Linked DNA regions of Arachis hypogaea: regions 1 and 3 are each linked to region 2. The links are chromatin contacts, called in public Hi-C maps. All regions are on one chromosome and are shown on one strand. The core of a region is the stretch at or near the end of the contact, and the rest is flanking DNA. Distances in the headings are between cores, read along the strand shown.

Region 1 (3,720 bases), core at 540-3,039, 430 kb before region 2:
GATGAATGTTGATTTATGGCTGAGAATAAATGCATATATGCTGAGTTATTGATATTGTGATTGTTACACTTCCAATTATCTTAGATATGAGTTTCCCTGGGTAAAAGCAGTGGCTAGCCATCACGTGCTCCAGGTTGAGACTCGATACTCTACTGACCCTATGTCGTAAGTGTGGATGGACACTGTGAAAGTTCCGGATGAACTCGCCCCCGTGAATATACACCAGTGAGGGTGTTGGATGTGAATTATGATTATGATTGTGAATAACTCGAGTTGGGGATGCACGACAGAGGGACAGTCCAATAGTTAGCTACCAGGACTTGTCAGGCTGGCTTTATAACTGACAGATGATATCATCAGCCACTAGAACATGCATTCATCATATGCATCTATGTGACATTGTTTGGGTGTGCATACTGCACTTGGTTTGCCTTTGTGATTACTTGTGATTAACTGCTAATTGTTCTACTTGCAGTAACTGTTTATTTGTGCTTGAACTTTCCTATTTGTGTTTGCGACTGAGATTGTATTGGACTATAGTGATTGGTTGTTGTTTGGGTTGTTTGGGCCTAGAGTCTTGGTTGATCATGAGGTGGGCCGAAGGCCATGTTTGGTTGATGTTTCTGGTTTGGAAAAGTATGAAAAACTAATTTGGACCAGTATAGATAAACCTTTTGAAAGGCTTTTGAATTTTCAAGAAATGAACAGTTCCTCTTTCAGAAAAGATTTCAGATTTTTCTCTTATAGTAAATTGTTGTTTTGAAAAGACGCATAAGGGAGTTATTAATCACTGTAACGATTTTATCCCGCGTATCCTATTATAGTAATTCTGCAACCCTATAGTGAGAACCCTTTCGAGGATGATGTTTTCACTCCCCTACAGATCTTCTCTTTTCAGGTTACAGACGATGAAGTTCAGAAGATATTTATTTATTTTCTGTCAGACGATATTTTTGTATTGTTTTAGTAGTTATGTCTCCCTCGCCTTTAACTTTGCAAGTCTTGTAAGAGGGATAGGATTTTGATTTGAGGTGCTTGTAAATTAACATATATATATATATGTGTGTGTGTGTGTGTGTGTGTGTGTATTTCCGTTGGGTATTGTAACTTATATTGTATATATGGATGTACGTTTCATAACTAAAGTTTTTTCGCAGGGGTATTGCGGTTTAAAGTTTTAAATATACTCATATTTTAGTAATTAAATAGTATAAGAGTCGTCGTAATATCCGAGCTATCAGAGTAGCGCAGCCGGAAGCGTGACTTTTGATAATTAGGGTGTTACAGGTGCGGGTGCGGTTGTTCGAGACTGTTTGGGCCAAATCCTAGCTGAAGCAACATGGCCTATTAATCCTACACTTGAAGCCCATGAAGCAGAGGCTCTTGCGATTTATTTGGGTATGAAATTAGCAAAGGAGTGTTGGTTTTTGGGGATTATTGTGGAATGTGACCGTTTTTTGGGGCTTTTGTGGCTGATGCTTTGTCTTTAGTGAGTGAGTTTAGATTAGATTTGTGCCTTTTAATCATGTTAAAAGAAATGGGAATAGAGTTGTCCATGAACTAGCAAAAATAGCCATTACCAAATACCAATCCAAATATTGTGTGGATGGAAGAGGTTCCTCATCATGTTCAAAATCTTGCCTGGCTAGAAATCATAGCCCCTGTGGAATGAACACCCTCTTTCCCGTCAAAAAACAAAGTATTTGGTAGCCACCGCTTCCTGTCAACAAAAACCAAATATAAAAGAGAACCTTAATATCATTATGAAGGCCCAATAAAATTTTCCCTTTGGACCTAAGTTGGGCTTCAGGCTTTTACCCTATCTGTAGTGTCTTGCTGCCACCGTGTCAAGGGCCTGACCAAGATGAATTTATCATGATTGCTAAAAAAAAAAAAAAAGAAGAAACAGTTGCTCCTGAACTGATTTTGTTTTTGTCAAAAGCAAGTCCGGTCCTACTCACGACAAAAGAAAAAATGAAAAAACAAGAAGCGACCAAAGATTTGAACAAGTAAAAATAAATAAATAAATGAAAAGAGAAAAAGAAAAAAAAAGGGTAAGAATCTATAGTACTCAAATAGATCATAGATGAGAATGGCTTGGAGATAGTTTGTGGTTCAAGAAACGGGTAGTTCTCAATAAACAATTTTATATAGAGATAATTATATATGAATTTTTATTAGATAAAATTTTGAAATTAAAAATTAGCTATGATGTATGAACACTTACATAAACACAAAATACAACACAATATGAAATATGTCGATACATAAATTTTAAAATTTTATAAGATACAGTAATACGTATATATAAAAATATAAAATATAACTAATATTAAAATATAAATTATTTTTTTAATTATTTTAATATCTTATTTTAATTATATAAAGTATTTATAATATTTTTTATTTTAATAAATAATAATATATACTATTTTTAAATTTATTTTGAAAATATATGTTAAGAATAAGGCTACACGCTGACACATAATGATATTTAGATGTGTCTAAGTGTGTATAGAAAAGAATTTTTTATTTTTTAATAAGACACGATTAGACATAGCAGACATTTTTATCGAAAGAGTGTCGTGTTTGAAATATGTCCGAGACGTTGACACGACAACTCAAATAAGTGTCTCTACTTCATAAAAAATAAAAAGATTTTCTTTTTATTTAGTTATTTTTTTTTTCAGTTGGAATCCCTTTAAAAGAGAGGAGGGAGGGGGAATTCATTTTTAATAATTGATTATTTGAATGGTTCATTACTTTATTAAAAAAACATATAAAGCATTATAATAAGTTACTTAGTAGTTAACATTGATAGTGGTAGGTGGTTATGAATATTGAGGGGGGCAGCCCTGATGAAGAAATGGTCCCAAGAAAACACTAATCCACAGCAGCCCATCCGCTGAATGTCCGTTGTTCACCCTACACACACCATCATCACTCCTTTCATTACTCTTTCTCTAGTCCCATTCATTCATCTCTCTCTCTCTCTCTCTCTCTCTCTCTCTCTCTCTCTCTCTCTCTCTCTCTCTCTCTCTCTCTCTCTCTCTCTCTCTCTCCAACTTGCTTGCTACTACTTCCACAAATTAAAACCATCTATTAATCATATCATATCGTATTCTTATTTATTTATAATTTCACCTGAATAAATTCTACCCCCTGCATATAGATACATATGGTTAGACACATTTAATTTAATACTATTTATCTACTACTAGTATATATATATTTATTATTTCATGCTGTGTACTTCTTTTTCTTTCTTTGTGCCACCGCAACCCACATCACTTAGATCGGACCCCTCATTTTATGCTCCAATGTCAGGCCACGCACACGAGTGTATCACCATATGTTTTAACAATTCCACCTACCAAATTATATTTATATATAAATAAATATAATATCATTTAATTTGCTACATCATTTTCATCATCATGTATATATGTATATATTCTGTATATATAGTCCTTCCAATTAAATTAATTAGTCATCTATCTATGTTGGACATCACCTTTTTTTTTTAATAAATGGACATGAGTATATGGGGGCTTGCTATATCATATTGTAAGATATCTGAAATGAAATGTGTATGTGTCTTGTTAAAATTAATATATGTTTAGACATAAGGGTACAAACAATTCCATCTGCTTTAAATATATTGTCAGATATGCATATATTCAACTAACATACAGGATAATAATAATATTAATGTATAGT
Region 2 (3,942 bases), core at 31-2,530:
ATTCTTAGATTGACATTTAATGCGTCCAACATATCATAGAAGTTATTTATCTAAAAAATACTTATTTTAAGAATTATTTAAACTATTATTTAAATAAATGATTATATAACTATCATTTTCTTATTAAACCTTAGTTTATAGAAGTAAAACTTACACATATAACTTAGAAATACACATTATTATGCCTTGTCTTGAAAATTTTAAAGGTGGCCAGTTATTTTCAAATCTCTGGTCCATTGAATGTAACAAACTCACAACAGTAGATTTGATTTAAACATTTGAACAGTAATTAGAATGCATAGCACGAAAATGGAGCAATCATTAGTCATAGTCCATAAATAGGCTTATATAGGAAACGGAAAGGTTTGAACAGAAAATTCAAGAACGGGGTATACAAAACAAAAGGATAAGTCTAGTTAGATACCAAGTTAGAGAAACCTCATCAATCAATAATACATGTAACTTTATTTTTTTTTTAAAATGAAAAAAAAAATAAAAAAAAGGGTTACTAATATGTGTTTGGCTCCAGATATAAATCTGAAATAAATGTAAAAAATGGAAAAGGGGTCGGAGATGAAACGTGGCTATCACGGATTTAGTCACCTGATTAAAAGAAATTCTTGTACACTTTTATAATATATTTAACGTGTACCTAAACTTAAATGTATCTATATATAATAACTTTTTAATGTATTATAAGAGTTAAAAATTATAGTAAGTTATACTATTTAGAGTACAGAGTACACTTATAAACCTACTTAAATTGGTCGAGTGATTAATTTACTCGTCCGTTAAAATAAATATCGAAAATTTAAATCTTATTTTGTGTATACAATAATTTGTTAGTCAATAATAAATTTTTAAATAAAATTTAAATCTTCAATAAATTAATTTTGGCCAGTTAAATTGAGAATACTATTAAAAATATATAAAAAAAATACAATCTATAATTTCTCTTAGCAAATTTTTAGCTGCTTTGAATGAGATTCTAATTACTATTCAAATTTTACGAAATTACATTATGTTTGGAGCCGTATCCAAAACTATAGTAAGAATAAATAATACATTAATATTGTGATTTTTTAATCCATTATTTAATATATTCTCAAATATTTTCAATTAATATTCGAGGGTCAAAGAAAGCGTTGAGAGACATGTGAATGTGAGTGCAAAAAGAAAAGGGTTAAAGGTCTTTCATTCACAATACAATATACAATGCATGGTCCCCTACTATTAGGTTGAGTGGTTCAAAGTGGCACTCCTTTTTTTTTTTTCTTTTTTGAAGTAAGCAAGTACTGCATAGTAAGTAGAGTTAGGGCATGTGTGTAAATCAGCATGCGAGAACTATGTTAACCCCACCAATAATCACCTCGCAGCTACTTCATTCCAACATTGCCCCTTACCTTCCACCCTTTTACAATGCAAATCCTAATTCTTTTTTTCATGATTGAAATTATATAATGTTAATATATATATTGGTCTAGATTTTTGGATATTATTAGTCTATTTTAGATTTCTGTTAAAAATTTAATAATTTATGTATCATCTTTTTATCAATTTTAGAGGAAATGATATTATCATGATATAATATTAAAACTTTTATGATTAAAAGATCTAGAATTTAAACTTTATTATTTCTTAAAAAAAATAATAAAGTAAAACAAATATAAAGAAAAAATAGAACTTATACAAAAAATTCACACAAACTCAAAAAAAAATTCTTACGTGAACCTTTTTTATAATCACATTTATTTCAATTTTTCGACACATTTTAAAAAAACGTGTCAAAAAATGAATTTTTTTGAATATACAAAACAACTTCATAAGTTTTACTGTTGTATCTTAGATGACAGATTATAATAACCATAAAAAAATCTTTTTAGATAACAAGTCTATGCAATATTTGAACATACTTATATATATAATAAGATGTGAGGACTCATAAATAAGTGAATATATCTTAAAATATATTAGATTCATTTTAATTATAAGGAGTAGTCGCATCATTCTCTCCTTTTTCCCAATAAACTCTAATACCTTCTTCTTGGTTGATATATCTTTTTGAGAAGGATAGGGCAGGGTGCAAAATTTCAGAGACCCACTTTATGATTAAGTACTAGTAATAATAAGAGGGCTACTTTGCAAAAAGACTAATAATTATTTAAGAAACTAGGACCATATCTCATGGGAAGTGATTGTGGTATGAAAGGGTGGGACATTAATGTTGGGAAAGTCAGTCTTATCCAACGATGAATGTGGTAGGGTAAGGCAATGTTACTAGTTTTTTTGTGACTTTGGATCATTGTATATATATGCATCTTATTACAACAATTTCCAATAAACCTTTCTCTAAAGATAATCCAACTCACAACATTCTGGTAACAAAATATACACTCAATAATTGGAAAGAATGCATATGCAACATTAAGGTAATGTATAAGTTCGGTATGAAAAAGTGTTTTTGGATTATTGTTGAGTTTGCTCATAATTAATGTTGTTGTGTTAATAATTCAAATCTTCAAGTTCCTTAGGCATTTAGATGATATTATCAATATTACTAATCAAGTGGTAATTTTTCTTTCATGAAACTTTAATTAGTAGATTTGACTTCGAATAAAAGTACTATTAGTATTTTGAATAATTTTTTTTTTCAGAAAATTTCGGCTTAGTATTGCTAATTAATTGAAATTTTCGTGCTTTGGGACCAGAAATTAGAAATCCCATGTTCTTTGTGGAATGTGCTGTGTGGACCGACGTGCCCATTAAGGAATGCCTCCATCGTTTATTGGGCTTATGCAAAAATATTTTGGATCAAGAACAACAATATTGGTTGGTCCAGTTTTACTTGAGGTTACTGCCACAAAAGAATACAAATCATTCTCCTATGTATGACAAAAAAAAATATTAATAAAAATATGAACAGATATGAACTAATAAAAAAGAAAACACTAACCACCGAAAATTTGTAAAGATTAAGAAAGGGTATAAGATTACAAATACAATGAGTAGAAATTTTAAATTTTTTATCTTAATAAATATATAATAAGTAGAATAAAAATTTGAACTCTGTATATCTTTTATAAAAAAATTTTAATTAGATAATCTTAATATGTGTTAATAAAATGTTTTAGAATATATGTTAGTTAAATCTACTTTTTAATCATATAAAAAACAGTTTTTTTTTAAATATTTAGAGAACTTTAACCAATACCCATAAAGTAGTAAAATTGTACTCATCACATTTATATTTAATGAAATTATACATTCTATCACAACTAATATTAAGAGGAGTATGATTCACTTATTAAGTGACTGTGTTGTTGTGCAATAACTTTTCTCGTAGAGTTATGTGGTGAAGAAGTCAAGTGCAACTTTATTATAGATTTCTCAATTTTTCTTGATATTAAAAAAAGTTTATTGCATGAATGTTTGTTATCCATTTTTCATGGCTGAGTTCAACGTTTGAGACTTTGAGTTCTTATGAAGTGATTGTGGTTTTCTCTTTTCTTCTTTAATTTAAAGATATGTATATATATTTTTTAATTTGGAGACAAGTAGACAACCTCTTCAAGCTAAGGCCAACTGGGCATTAAATATGGGGTCCGTATCAAGTAATTAAGTTTTGAATTATAGTTCGCCACACGTGCTGGACTTATTCTTTGTAGGCTTCTCTATTTAATATCAGCGGGTTTAAATTGATGGTTGATAACCAAGTTAAGTTGGCCTTCAAGCAAGTGTTTTGAATTTTATTTTGTGTATATATAGTAATTTATTGATTAATAATAAATTTATAAATGAAATTCAAGTCTAAGATAAACTTATTATATATATTTAATTTTATTATTAAAAGGTGTTACATGTTATTTTTTATTGTAATTAATTTTTTTAATTAAAGAATTTTATTTTTTTATTAATTTTATAATTAAAATATGTCACATATAA
Region 3 (3,637 bases), core at 635-3,134, 350 kb before region 2:
CGACCAGACTGATCGGACGCTCCAAAATCCGCGCTGCCAAACACGTGAAGCCCGCCAGTTTCTGAAACCGGCGAAGCGCTGGAGCTCCACACAAACATGTGGAGCTCCTTTGCATCATGGCTCGCTTTAGCACCAGCAGCAGCACCGCCGCTACCAGGTTGAGCCTGAACCAACTGCTGCCCCTGTGGCTGTGGCTGAGGCTGAACCTGTGGGGGAGGAGGCGGAGCTGCCACTGGTGGCACTTGTGAATTCTTGACGCTCTTGCTGCTCAAGCTGGCAGCGAATTCTGGATTGGGAGCTGGGTACGAAGCGGGAACTGTCTGCGCCGGGTAAAACCCGAACCTCGGGGAGCTCATGTTCTCTTCGAAGTTGGAGGGACGCGGCGTAGGCCCCCGCGAAGTGGACTGAGCGGAGTATAAGTCATTAGCACCAAAGTTAGAATGCCTCGGCGGGTGGTACCCCATCATGGAGTAAAAATCTGCGTGGTTGAAGTTGGACCCTCGCGGCGTCGGATTCCGGGAACTGCTAAGGCTGTAAATCTCGGCGCCGGTTAGGTTCGACGGACGCGGCGTCATCATGAACGACCTTCGCGACGCGTTAGACTTCCTCACAGTAACATGAAGCTTACCGTCATCACCAACCTCCGCATCGGTCTCAAGAAAATCTCTACCGTCGAGCGAAACCACGTCGGAGTCCACCTTAAAGGACACAATAGAAGCCGCGGTTTCCGGAAACTGCTCCATAATAAGCAGCTTGGCTCCGCGGTACTCGAAGAGAAAGAGTAAGAGAGTGTACCATATGATACACTGGAGCACCACCACCTGAACCATGAGTTGGCCGGAGTAGTCGCCGTACATGGCGATGAGGAGTGGGATCCCCATGACAAGAGTGTTGGGCAATGTGGAGAGGGAGAAGATGGTGATCATCCACTCGAGGCTTCCGTTGGCGGTGAAGTTGGTCCATATGGCCAAGGCAAAGAGCATCATCACCTTCTGTAGCGTGTCGGCGGCGATGAACCGGAAGTTCATCTCGTAAGGGTTGTTGGAGGATATGAAGTGGAAAGAAAGCAGCGGCACGGCGAAGATCGCGACAAAACGGTTGATCCCGGAGCACTGGTCCGGCGAGAAAATCTTCCACCACCGGACGGAACCGTACGCGAGGATCATCGCCACGTACAGCGGAACCACCGCTGTTAAGACGCTGTATAGGTCCTTCCAGCTTATCATCTTTTCTTTTCTTTTTGTCTTTCTTCTTTTTGATTAAGTTTTGAGAGAGAGTTTGGTTAATGGTGGAATGGCATGAGCTTGGAAATTAGGGAGAGCCTGGAGGGTAAAATAGGAATAAAAATTGAAACAGAAAGAAAGAAATGAAGAAACCGTTAGATAACTAACTAGTAGTAAGTGGTTTAGGAGGGTTGGGGTTGGTTCAGTGATCTGTTCTCTCTGCTGATTTTGCTGAAGGAATTTTAGAGAGAGAATGTGAAGTCTGAGACAGTGAATTTACAAAGATAAAGGTGTAGGTTGGGAAGAGTATATATAGGCAGTGACGCAGGTAGAGAGAGAAAGGGGGTAGTCATCACTCAAATTACACTCATACGTAGATAATAGGATGTAGAAGAAGATGTAGCCATATGTGTGCGTATAAAATAAAGCAATAAAGTCACGTATTTTTTAACGAAGAAATATTATATTTTATTTTCTGAATATTTATTTATATACTTTTTTATTGTTATACTAAAAATGATTGATAAGAAAGGAAACAGGAAAAAAAATTATTTTTAATAATATACAAATAGATATAAAAATATACAAAAATACATATTATATAGAAATAAAATTCGTATATATCTGATGGTAATTTATGATATTGTTTTGGAAATTAAAGTGAGTGATTATTGATGAGCATTGAGCAATATTGGGCTGGGTTTAGGGTGGGGGACCAATGAGAAGTTGAGTTAGGAAGTAACCGCCCGCTATAGTTAAGGGTAACCCAGGATGGGAGGTGCATAAAGCTAAATGTTGCATGCTAGCAATGGATCGTGTGGTGGGGAATAACGGAGTATTAAATCTGGTGTTGAAAACTTTTGAGTTCGATCTGTTATCGTGTTCATTTTTCGTACTTTTATTTTGAAAATAAAAAAATTGTGAAACCAAGATTTTTTATTATTCTTTTGCTTCATCTTAAATATAAAAATCAATCAAACCCTCTATTTTTTCTCTGCTTGATTATTTATCTTTTCACCATTTAAATGAAGCTCAATTGAGGGACAAAGTTTCTGATATAGAGCATTTTATATCAGATTTTTGGAAAAGACTCAATGAATACATGTTGAAATTAGGCCTCACAATACAGCTCGTATTCATGGGTATCCCACTCGTCTCAATTTGATCTAGATAGATTTTGCACAGAATGAGTTTCTATTCGGATTGAGGTAGGACAAGATTAAAATTTATGTATATCTATTCCCATATATATATATATATATATATATATATATATATATATATATTATATCGGAACCATTCCGACAAAAAGATGTTTAAAACATTTTTTTAAAGATGCTTTTTATTAATTAAAATTTAACATATATAATCGATTAAATCGAATTATTTTTGTTAAAATTAGGTCAAACAAATTAATTTAATCAAAAAATAGTTAATCAAATTTTAAATCAGTCTAAATTAATATTATTTTTTATAAAAAATTATTACAATACTCCTATTGTAGAAAATAACTAAAATATTCTTATTATATATATTTTGAGAATCTTAAATTCTAACTTTTTTTTTCTTTTTCGTCGTAAAGTTAAAATTTAAAATTTTTAAAATTAATTAATATATATAAAATAAGAGTATTTTAGTTATTTTTTATAATAAGAATATTATAGTTATTTTTTATTAAAAAAATATTAATTTGTACCAATTTAAAATTTAATTTATTAATTTTTTGACCAAACTAATTTGTTCAGTCTAATTTTAATAAAAATAACATAATTTAACTGGTTATATGTGTTAAATTTTAATTTAAAAAAACTTTTAAAAAGGGACATTATTTTATCTAAGTGGCTATATATATAAAAGTAGGAATGAGGTGAGTAACTAGCTGAGTGAATTTGGGATAGAATTTTATATCCATAAATAATAATGAGACAGAGTTTAAATAAAATAAAATAGGGTGAGCGAAAATCGGTTAATATAAAAATTCGTCTTTATCAATTTATTTTATTATCATCCCTAATTAAAATACAAAAAATTACATAAAAAACGTTTGAAATAATATTTATTTATACATAATTATATAATGATTAATTTGATAGTTAAATTTTTTTATGTAAACCTAATATTTTATATATATGGACACACTATGTGAATTTTAGTATGTTTATCGTCATCATGGTGACTATAATTGCTACATTTTGATAAGAGAACTACTAGGTAATAATAATTCATCAATAATAAAAAAAATATATTTTAAATAACACTCTCAGTTAAGCTGTCAAATGGGTTAGTCCAGCCTATTTATTTTGGATTTGTTTAAATTGGATTTGTTTAAATTTACTTCATTCGTAGATTATAATTCTTTAGTTTGGATCGTTTATGGTCAACCCAATAGATTAAACGGGTCCTGTTTATTCTTT

The links. A called contact is a pair of places that touch in the nucleus more often than the background predicts.
Region 1: a Hi-C map of leaf shows a contact between it and region 2, with 2.7 times the contacts expected there. The contact joins two enhancer-like sites. A contact is called at or near these places in 2 of 8 Hi-C or Micro-C datasets (both in leaf).
Region 3: a contact with region 2 is called in a Hi-C map of leaf, with 4 times the contacts expected there. The contact joins the promoter of LOC112796751 here to the enhancer-like site in region 2. A contact is called at or near these places in 2 of 8 Hi-C or Micro-C datasets (leaf and an unstated tissue).

What each region holds. Positions count from the first base shown.
Region 1 is chr4:52,818,287-52,822,006 of arahy.Tifrunner.gnm2.J5K5, forward strand. No RefSeq gene overlaps it. Among protein-coding and RNA genes, the nearest start is that of LOC112794284, 12 kb to the left of the region's middle. Within about 2 kb of position 1,790, at least 3 of the 3 cell types and tissues checked have open chromatin away from gene starts, as enhancers often do.
Region 2 is chr4:53,251,256-53,255,197 of arahy.Tifrunner.gnm2.J5K5, forward strand. No RefSeq gene overlaps it. Among protein-coding and RNA genes, the nearest start is that of LOC112798414, 83 kb to the left of the region's middle. Within about 2 kb of position 1,281, at least 1 of the 3 cell types and tissues checked has open chromatin away from gene starts, as enhancers often do.
Region 3 is chr4:52,900,265-52,903,901 of arahy.Tifrunner.gnm2.J5K5, forward strand. LOC112796751 (auxin efflux carrier component 4) reads right to left here and starts at 1,885. Exons shown (of 6, transcript XM_025839347.3): 1 at 1-1,885. The coding sequence starts at 1,226.